2 separate regions of the Mus musculus genome follow, and region 2 is linked to region 1. The links are chromatin contacts, called in public Micro-C maps. All regions are on one chromosome and are shown on one strand. The core of a region is the stretch at or near the end of the contact, and the rest is flanking DNA. Distances in the headings are between cores, read along the strand shown. Region 1 holds the start of Gbx1 (gastrulation brain homeobox 1). Region 2 holds the start of Galnt11 (polypeptide N-acetylgalactosaminyltransferase 11).

Region 1 (3,761 bases), core at 1,183-3,682:
TCAGTGACTTTGCTCACTTTTATTTCAGCCCAGCCCGACTTCCTCTTCCCACAAACAGTCTATGCCCTGTTCGCAATCTCCAGACCCCACCCCCCACCACAGCTCTCTCCAGACCCCATCCCCCACCACAGGTCTTTCCTTACTTCTTTCTCAGTATTTCTCTTCTGCCCTTTTCCTCTCTGTCCATATATTTAGTTTAATTGTTGGTATCGGGTTTATTTCAGAAGAGAACCTCCATTATAGAGAGAAAGAACAGAAGGGTGCTGGCAGTGTGGGGAGGCGGATTGTTCTCCAGTGATAAGGACACACCCTCTCAGCTCAGTTCCACCTGTGGGTTCCTTCTGCCTCCCTCCAGCTCTGGGCTTTCTTATGTGTGCCTGGTTTTGTCTCCTGCCCTGTGACCTCCACAGCATCTTTTCAGTATCAAGCCCTTCTGAACTATCCCAATCCTTCCTTCTTAGGAACCTCCTGCCGGTTTCCGTCCTCCAAGCTCTGCCCTGCCCTCTGGTCTGAAGATCCTGTCTCCTAACTCTGGGAGCTCTAGTCTGCTAAGGAGATGCTGCTCTGACTTCCGATTCTCTTGGGCCAACCAGTTTGGAAAAGGAATTAGCAGAAGAATCCCCACAGCCAAAACGTCCAGAACCAAATTAGAAAAAAAAAAAAAAATAGAAGGCAGGCTTCTTGACAGCCGCTGGCATCTGAGAGTGAGCAGCGCTGAGGGCAGTTTCACAGCAGGGACATCAGGAATGGCCCGTCCTAGCCAATGATTCTTGGACCCTCTTCTTGCCTCTGCTATAGTCAGCCTCCAAATCCTTCTGGTCCTTCCCATCCCAACCTAAGTGCCATGGACTGAGAAGCAGAAATGGGCTCGTCTTAGTGTGAAGGAAGTTCCAGCCCTCTACCCTTGCACGGGCTAGCTTTCTTAATTAGAACTCACCAGATTGCAGAAACCTTGATCTCGGCACACCTGGCTCTTCCAGGCTAGGAAACCGCTCTAGAGTAGATACTGAGGTCAGGACAAGAGGGCTTCAAGGGAATGGAGTCTGATTGGGTTCGTTTACTACACCCTGTTTCTGTGGAGAAGGCATCCTCCCGGGGAGAGCTCAGGGCTCTTAAATGATGGCTCAGCTGAATCTTAGCAGGATTCTCAACTCCCAAGTCTTTATGCCACACCCAGTTCTGCCAGCCTTTAGCATTTCCAGTCCTGGCCAGCCCTGGTCCAGCACCCTCCCTGGTTCTCCAGTTTTGAGAGCGACCTCTGCTAAGGTGAAGGAAGCCACAGGCTCACCAGGCCCTGCATCCAGAAAGCCCATTCCCATCGTTGAGTGTTGAGGGGTCGATTCAGACCGTGTCCCCACATACTAAGCTGACAGTTACCCTAACATGCTGTCACCCTAGGGTCCTGCTGAGGCCCTCAAGAATACAACCTTTGAGAGGAGAAAAAACGAAGGGATTCTGAAAAAGAGATGGGGCGAGGTTTGTGGACTATAATGCCTTGAGAAACGTACTGCCGGTGAGACTTCAGGCGCTCCGGGGCAAGAGCAGGGCTTTGGGACCTGGAGATGTCCACTACTGAACACCGCGTACGATCTGGAGTCCGGCACTCCAGGGCTCCAAGCAGATGGCGGGAGTTTTGGACCGGTCTCGGATCTGGGACTTCCTGACGGTCAAACCCGTGTCGGTCCCAGCACTTACCCGGTAGACTCGGGAAAGTCTCAGAGAAGTGCGGAGGCGGGGGCGGCGGAGGTTCAGTCACTTTCTCGCGCGCGGGCAGCAGCTCCTCAGCGTCCAGCGCTCCGTCAGTGCGCCGGGCCGCGGGCTCCGGGTTGCTTCGCGAGGCGGTGGAGGCGGCGGCGGCGGCGAGCTCCGGGGGCCCGTAGTAGGCGTCCGGGGGCTCTGCGAAGCTGGGCAGCGCAGTGGTCAGCGCCACCATCGAGGGCACCGCCTGGCCCAGCCCCGCGCAGAAGGTATTGCTCAGGCGGCCGGCGAACGAGGCGAGCGGGGCGAGCGGCGGCAGGCCGGCGGGCAGCGGCGCGGGGGCCAGCGCCTGCGGCAACACGAGCGGCCGGTAGGGCATGAACATGGGGTAGCCGGTGTAGAGCAGGTGGCCCGAGCGCGGCGGCGGCGGCCCGATGAGCGAGTCGATGGAGAAGGCGGCGCCGGGGCCGCCGCTGCTCCCGCCGCTGCCCCCGGGGGCGCCGCCGCCTGCCGCTCTCTGCATGGCGCTGCCCGGGCCCCGCCGTGCGCCCCGCGCGGACACGCAGGGCTCGCTGCGGGCGCGCGGGCCGAGGTGGCGGCGGGGCGCGGGCTCGGCGCAGTGTGGCTCCGGCGCCGCGCTCTCTCGCTCATAAGGAGGGAGGGGGCGGGCGGGCGGGTTGGGGGTGTCGCCCTCCGGACTCATCCATCTTCCTCAAATTACGCTTCACTTGCTCCCTCCGCCCGCCGCCGCTCCCGGCTCCCGCGCCCCGCGCCCCGCGCCTTTTCAGTGGCCCGGCCGGCCCGGGACCCCGCCCGCCCCCCGCGGCCCAACCAACTATTATTAATGCAGATTGATGAGGCCGGACCCGCGGCTTTGTGAAAGTTTGCGGCGGGCGAGGAGGCGGCGGCGGCAGCTGGCTAGGTCCTCTCCCCGCGCCCGGACGTGCTCCCGGCTCAGCCCACGCGGCCCGGGCTCGGCGCGGCTCGAAGGGCGAGAGGAGCGCGGCAGGGCGGGGCGGGGGTGCGCAGGACGCCAGGAGCGACTCGGGGCGCACCGAGTGGCGATCCCTAGGAGCCCCGATGCGGCGCGGGGCAGCAGGGGGCGCGCTCTCCGCCCAGGGCCCCGTGCGCGCCCGGGGCCACTCGTGGGCGACCGCTTTCCTACTGTCTTCCCAGTGCCTTCGCACTCTCTGCCTGGGACTCGGTTCTCTAAGCTCTGGCTCTCGCTCCCTCTCCCTCATTTCTCCTCCATCTCCAACTTCTCGCTTATGCGGGAATTCCTGGGTGCCCACACAGGGCCAAGTACTTACCCTTCCCCCTCCTTCACCTTTCCCCATCCACCTCTCTCCCACCCTTTCCATTCTTTTTCTTCCTCTCACTTTCCTCTCTTTTAGCCGCCTTTAAAATTCCTATTCCTCTCTTTTTGATTCTCTATCCCAGTCTATTTTCTCATTCCCTGCTCTCTCTCTCTCTCTCTCTCTCTCTCTCTCTCTCTCTCTCTCTCTCTCTCTCTCTCTCTCTCTCTCTCTCTCTCTCCCCATTAATTTCCCTGATTGGCTCCCTGGCTCCAGCGCGTCTGATGAGCCCTATTCATTCTCGGGCCTGACACTCTCGACCTGCCCTGGCTGATTGCTGGGGGCTGGCCCTAGGAGCGCTGATGAGCCCCAAGGGTCAGCAGCGCTAATTATCTGCTAATTGCAGATGACTCTGCTCACCTCCCCCATTCCGCCTTGACTGTCCCCCTCCTCTGATTCCCAGCAACAGACTTGTCGTTCTAGAGGCAAAAGTCATTGGCTTTTGGCTGCATAAGCACCTCAGGTCAGAGAGTGAGAACAAGACAAGCAAGAAGAGAGGCTCAAAGTTGCAAATGGAGAGCAAGCCTGTCCAGCAAAAGTGCAGCCTTTGGACTAGGGAACTATTCAGGTGCGGTCAGGAAGAGCCTCACAGTCTAAAGGAGCAATAGCAAAGCCAGACAAATTCAACAGGATGTAGTTTAGGCGTGCGAGTGGTCCTATTTAGATATAGAGGAAAACCTACTGAGCTCCCAAAGAGGACAGAGCTGG
Region 2 (3,820 bases), core at 841-3,340, 700 kb after region 1:
TTTCACATCTTTGCCCTCTGTTCTCTAGTCTGTGACCCACAGCTTTCCCAAGGCTTCTTCAATTATGTCCTGCTTTTCTCTAAGAAGCTCTGGGCCCTGCAGGGACTGGGACAGAAGCAGCTAGTCTCCTGCCTGCCGTGTCCACAGACTCCCCAATGCTAGAGAACTTCTCTGGGGTTTGGAGAATGCTATAGAGTTCACCCTAGAGAAGGTGAGTTTAAGAAGGCCAAAGAGGGGTAATTCACAAAATCTACAAAGAAAATTCTGGAAGAAACATACTGAAAGGACGAAAAAGGAGGAAATGCCTGACAGGGATGCCCCCACAGCCCATGCAGGCACAACCTACCTGCTCTCTCATCACTGCAGTGGTGTTTCTTATGGGTTCCTAGCAGGACTGAGCTCGAGGATGCTCACCGCGGTCCTGTATTTTGTAAGCTTCACCCATTTGAGGATCCTAGTAAACTGGCTAAATCTTCACTTCCACTTTGATGGATTTGAAATTACCTAGGAAACATTCCTGTTCTGGGCAGGTCTTTTTTTGTTTTGTTTTGTTTGTTTGTTTTTGAGACAGGGCTAATCTGTGTAGCCTTGGCTGTCCTGTAACTAGCTCTGTAGATCAGGTTGGCCCCAAACTCATATCCACTTGTCTCTGCTGTCCTTCCCAGTGCTGAGATAAAAGGTGTGTGGCAGCACTGCCTTGCTCTGGCCATGTCTTTGTGGTTTCCTGAGAGGTTTAGCTGAGTAAGGAAAACCTACCTGGAATGTGGGTGGCCATGGAGCAGGGATCAAATAAAAAGAAAAAAACAAAACAAAACAAAAAAACAAAACAAACCAGGTTGTAAGATGAGCACCAGCCTCTCTGGGCCTCCTGAGGGTGAAGTGTCACAGGCTACCTTAGACCTCTGCTTGCCATGGCTTACCCACCACAGCAGAGGCTGTACCTCACACTGTGGCCAAAATAAACCCTTAAGTAGTTTCTGTCAGGAACGTTGTCACACATACAGGAACAATAGCAGACACATGGTTATGGCATGACAATGCTTCTGTTCTATTGCCCTCTCGTGAGAGAGTCATCCCTTAAACAACCATGAGTTCCCGTTAAGATGCTGTGTGGACAAGAATGGGAACTATGAAAAATGCTTTCTTTGGCATTGAGCAGCAACTGTTTGACTGAGGGCAATGGCCATGGAAGGACACAGATAAGGGCCATCAGGATTTCAGCCTTAAGGATAGACCTAGGTAACCTCACAGAGCATCCTACAGCCTCACAATACTAGTAAGTATTTGGCAGGGCCACATATGAGTTAATTTTGTGCCACTGTGTTGACAACTTAAAGGGAAAAGAGTTATTTTGGTTCATGGTTACTGAGGGTTTATTGCATGGTTGCTTGGCCATCGCATTTGAGCAGAACATCAGGATGACAGCAGTATATGGGGTAGGTTATTTACTTCATGATGGGCAGGAAGCCAGAAGGAGACTTGGACAATTGGACCAGGTAAGACCCTCGGACATCCCTGATCCTTCTCCCTCTAGATTGACCCCCACCTCCAAAAAGTTTCTACAATCTTTGGCAATTGCACCACCAGCAGGCACCAAGCTCCACATAAGCCCCAGTGGGGCATTTCAAGTCAAAGTCGGTCACCACAGCCAGTTAATGCAGGAGGGAAGTATCCTGGGTTAATGCTAGCTAGAACAATTTATTGGTTCAGGAGATGCTGCTTTCTTAAAAATAAGGGACGCAGAATTTTCTCCTTACATATGTCCCATTGCTCTACCAGACATCACGGATTTAAAAAAAAAAAGTCTTGGCTGAATAGCATGGTGAGATAACAGGATTAATATAGATACCCGTCAATGTAAAGCAGCATTAATGGACCAACTACCAAAACCTTACCATTCTGTTTGATCTGCTAAATTTCCTCACATTCTCTCCAAGAAAAAGTCGTCCCCTCATCTAAGCTTCTCTCTGGAGTGAACTTCACTAAGGCCCTATGGGACAGAGCTCAGCTCCACACTGGGCGGGGAGGAGCCCGGGCCTCGTGACGCCAGGCCGCGGGCGGTGACGTCATCCTCGGAGGCGAGGGCGTGCGTGCGGTGACGCGTGCCGTGACGCGAGGGCTCCGCAAGGCTGCGTGTCGTGGGCCGCGTCGCGCGCCGCGGCTCGTGCGGCTCGGCCCGGGCTGTGGCGGGAGCGGAGATGCCGCAGCCCGTGCCCTGGAGCGCCGCTATCCCGGCCTGCGGGTGTCGCGGTGAGTAGCCGGCCCGCGGCGCTTGACCCCGCGCGGCCTACGTCGGCGCCTGAGCGTGGGCTGCGGCCTGAAGGGACGCGGCTGCTGGAGCAGGCTTGGTGGCCTGGGAGGCCAGAGCTGCTTCCGGATTCAACAGCAGTGATGGGTACTGCGCATGGCCGTTCTCTCGGTGGCCGTAACCTCCAGCCAGTGTTGTGATTTACTAGAAAAAAATACCGATTTTATCTTTATTGCTGTTATTACGGTCAGGATTTAGACCGCGTCGGTACAGGAGGCTGGAAGACAGAAAGGATGCATGTTTCTTTGCAGTATGCTTGTTAAAAAAATTACCTTTTATGGTTTTCGTACACCCCAAACTAGTGCTTTAAATATAAATATAGGAAGACCCGCCACCTGTCTGTCAGATCTTGTCCTTTTACTTTGAGAGCCATCATGTTGGTTGGTTGCTTATCTTCAAACAAAAAATGAGACCCTGGAGACGCTTTCTAGTCCGTGGGCCCAACAAAACAGTTACTTCAAACTTATTTCTTCTTTTATTTGAAATAATGCTTTAAGAAAAACAGGAAGTAAGCCTTTCTTACCCTCAGCATGTGCCTGCCACGGAGCTCTGCAACTGAAATGTCACCATACCGTAGTCTATAGTTTTCATTTGATGGCCCTGGAATCAAATCTCTAACATTTCTGTGCTGTTTCTTGCCAGGTTTCTTAACAATTTTATATTACTATTTTTCTTGTGAAGTATAATTAACATGAAGTTTATTGATTATTTTACTAGTATAGTTGAATGGCATCGGGTACATTCACAGTGTTGTCTTAACAGGCAGTGCCATATATTTCCAAAATCAATCACTCAGGACAGACATTATAACATAGGGCAGGGACTCCTGCTCTTCTTCAGTCTCTCAGTTTACCTGGTTTAGATACTTCATTTGAATTGGAATCCATGGTCTTTCCTTTATCTGTATCTGTTTGAGGCTATTCTTGGTTGTCAACTTGACAACCAAAAATGGCTAGACACAACTGTGAGAGATTTTTGCTGAATTAAATCATTTGAAGTGGGGAGAGCATTTCTAATCTGTATCTTTGAGGTGGGAAGATCCACCTTTAATCTAAGGCCACACCTTCTGCTGGCAGCCTTTACAAAGGCTATGGAATAAGGAAGCCCCCTCTTTGCCTGCTTGCTCTCACCCATACTTGAAAGTCCATATTCCTTCACTGGCATTAGAGCCTGTTTGTATGCTGGATTCCAGTGTATGCTGAAGAACAGCCGAGACTTCCAGCTTTGTGGATGAGCAACTAGATTCTTGGACTTGACATCAGTAGACGGCCATTGTTGGACTTGCGGGAGTACTCTAATAAATCCCCCCTCTCTCTATATGGAGAAATCCATTCTATAATTTCTGTTACTCTAGAGAATCCTGGCAAATAGTTTCTCTGCTTTCTGTCTTTGGAATGTCTATGGAAGGTTTGAATTGCTTAGTTCGTGTTTGAAAAGCACTGACTGCTGAGTCTGATGGCTCCACTTGTCTGGCTTGGTCTCCAGTGACCTTTATGGCCTTTCATATTGCTT

What was found. Hi-C and Micro-C count contacts between places; a contact is called where the count stands out from the background.
Region 2: a Micro-C map of the G1E-ER4 cell line shows a contact between it and region 1. The contact joins the promoter of Galnt11 here to the promoter of Gbx1 in region 1. A contact is called at or near these places in 3 of 39 promoter capture datasets (the C10 cell line, hippocampal neurons and liver), 1 of 484 Hi-C or Micro-C datasets (the G1E-ER4 cell line) and 1 of 9 other capture datasets (liver).

The regions. Positions count from the first base shown.
Region 1 is chr5:24,524,416-24,528,176 of GRCm38.p6, forward strand. Gbx1 (gastrulation brain homeobox 1) reads right to left here and starts at 2,433. Exons shown (of 2, transcript NM_015739.2): 1 at 1,696-2,433. The coding sequence starts at 2,401.
Region 2 is chr5:25,220,782-25,224,601 of GRCm38.p6, forward strand. It overlaps Galnt11 (polypeptide N-acetylgalactosaminyltransferase 11), which reads left to right and starts at 2,091. Exons shown (of 12, transcript NM_144908.4): 1 at 2,091-2,250.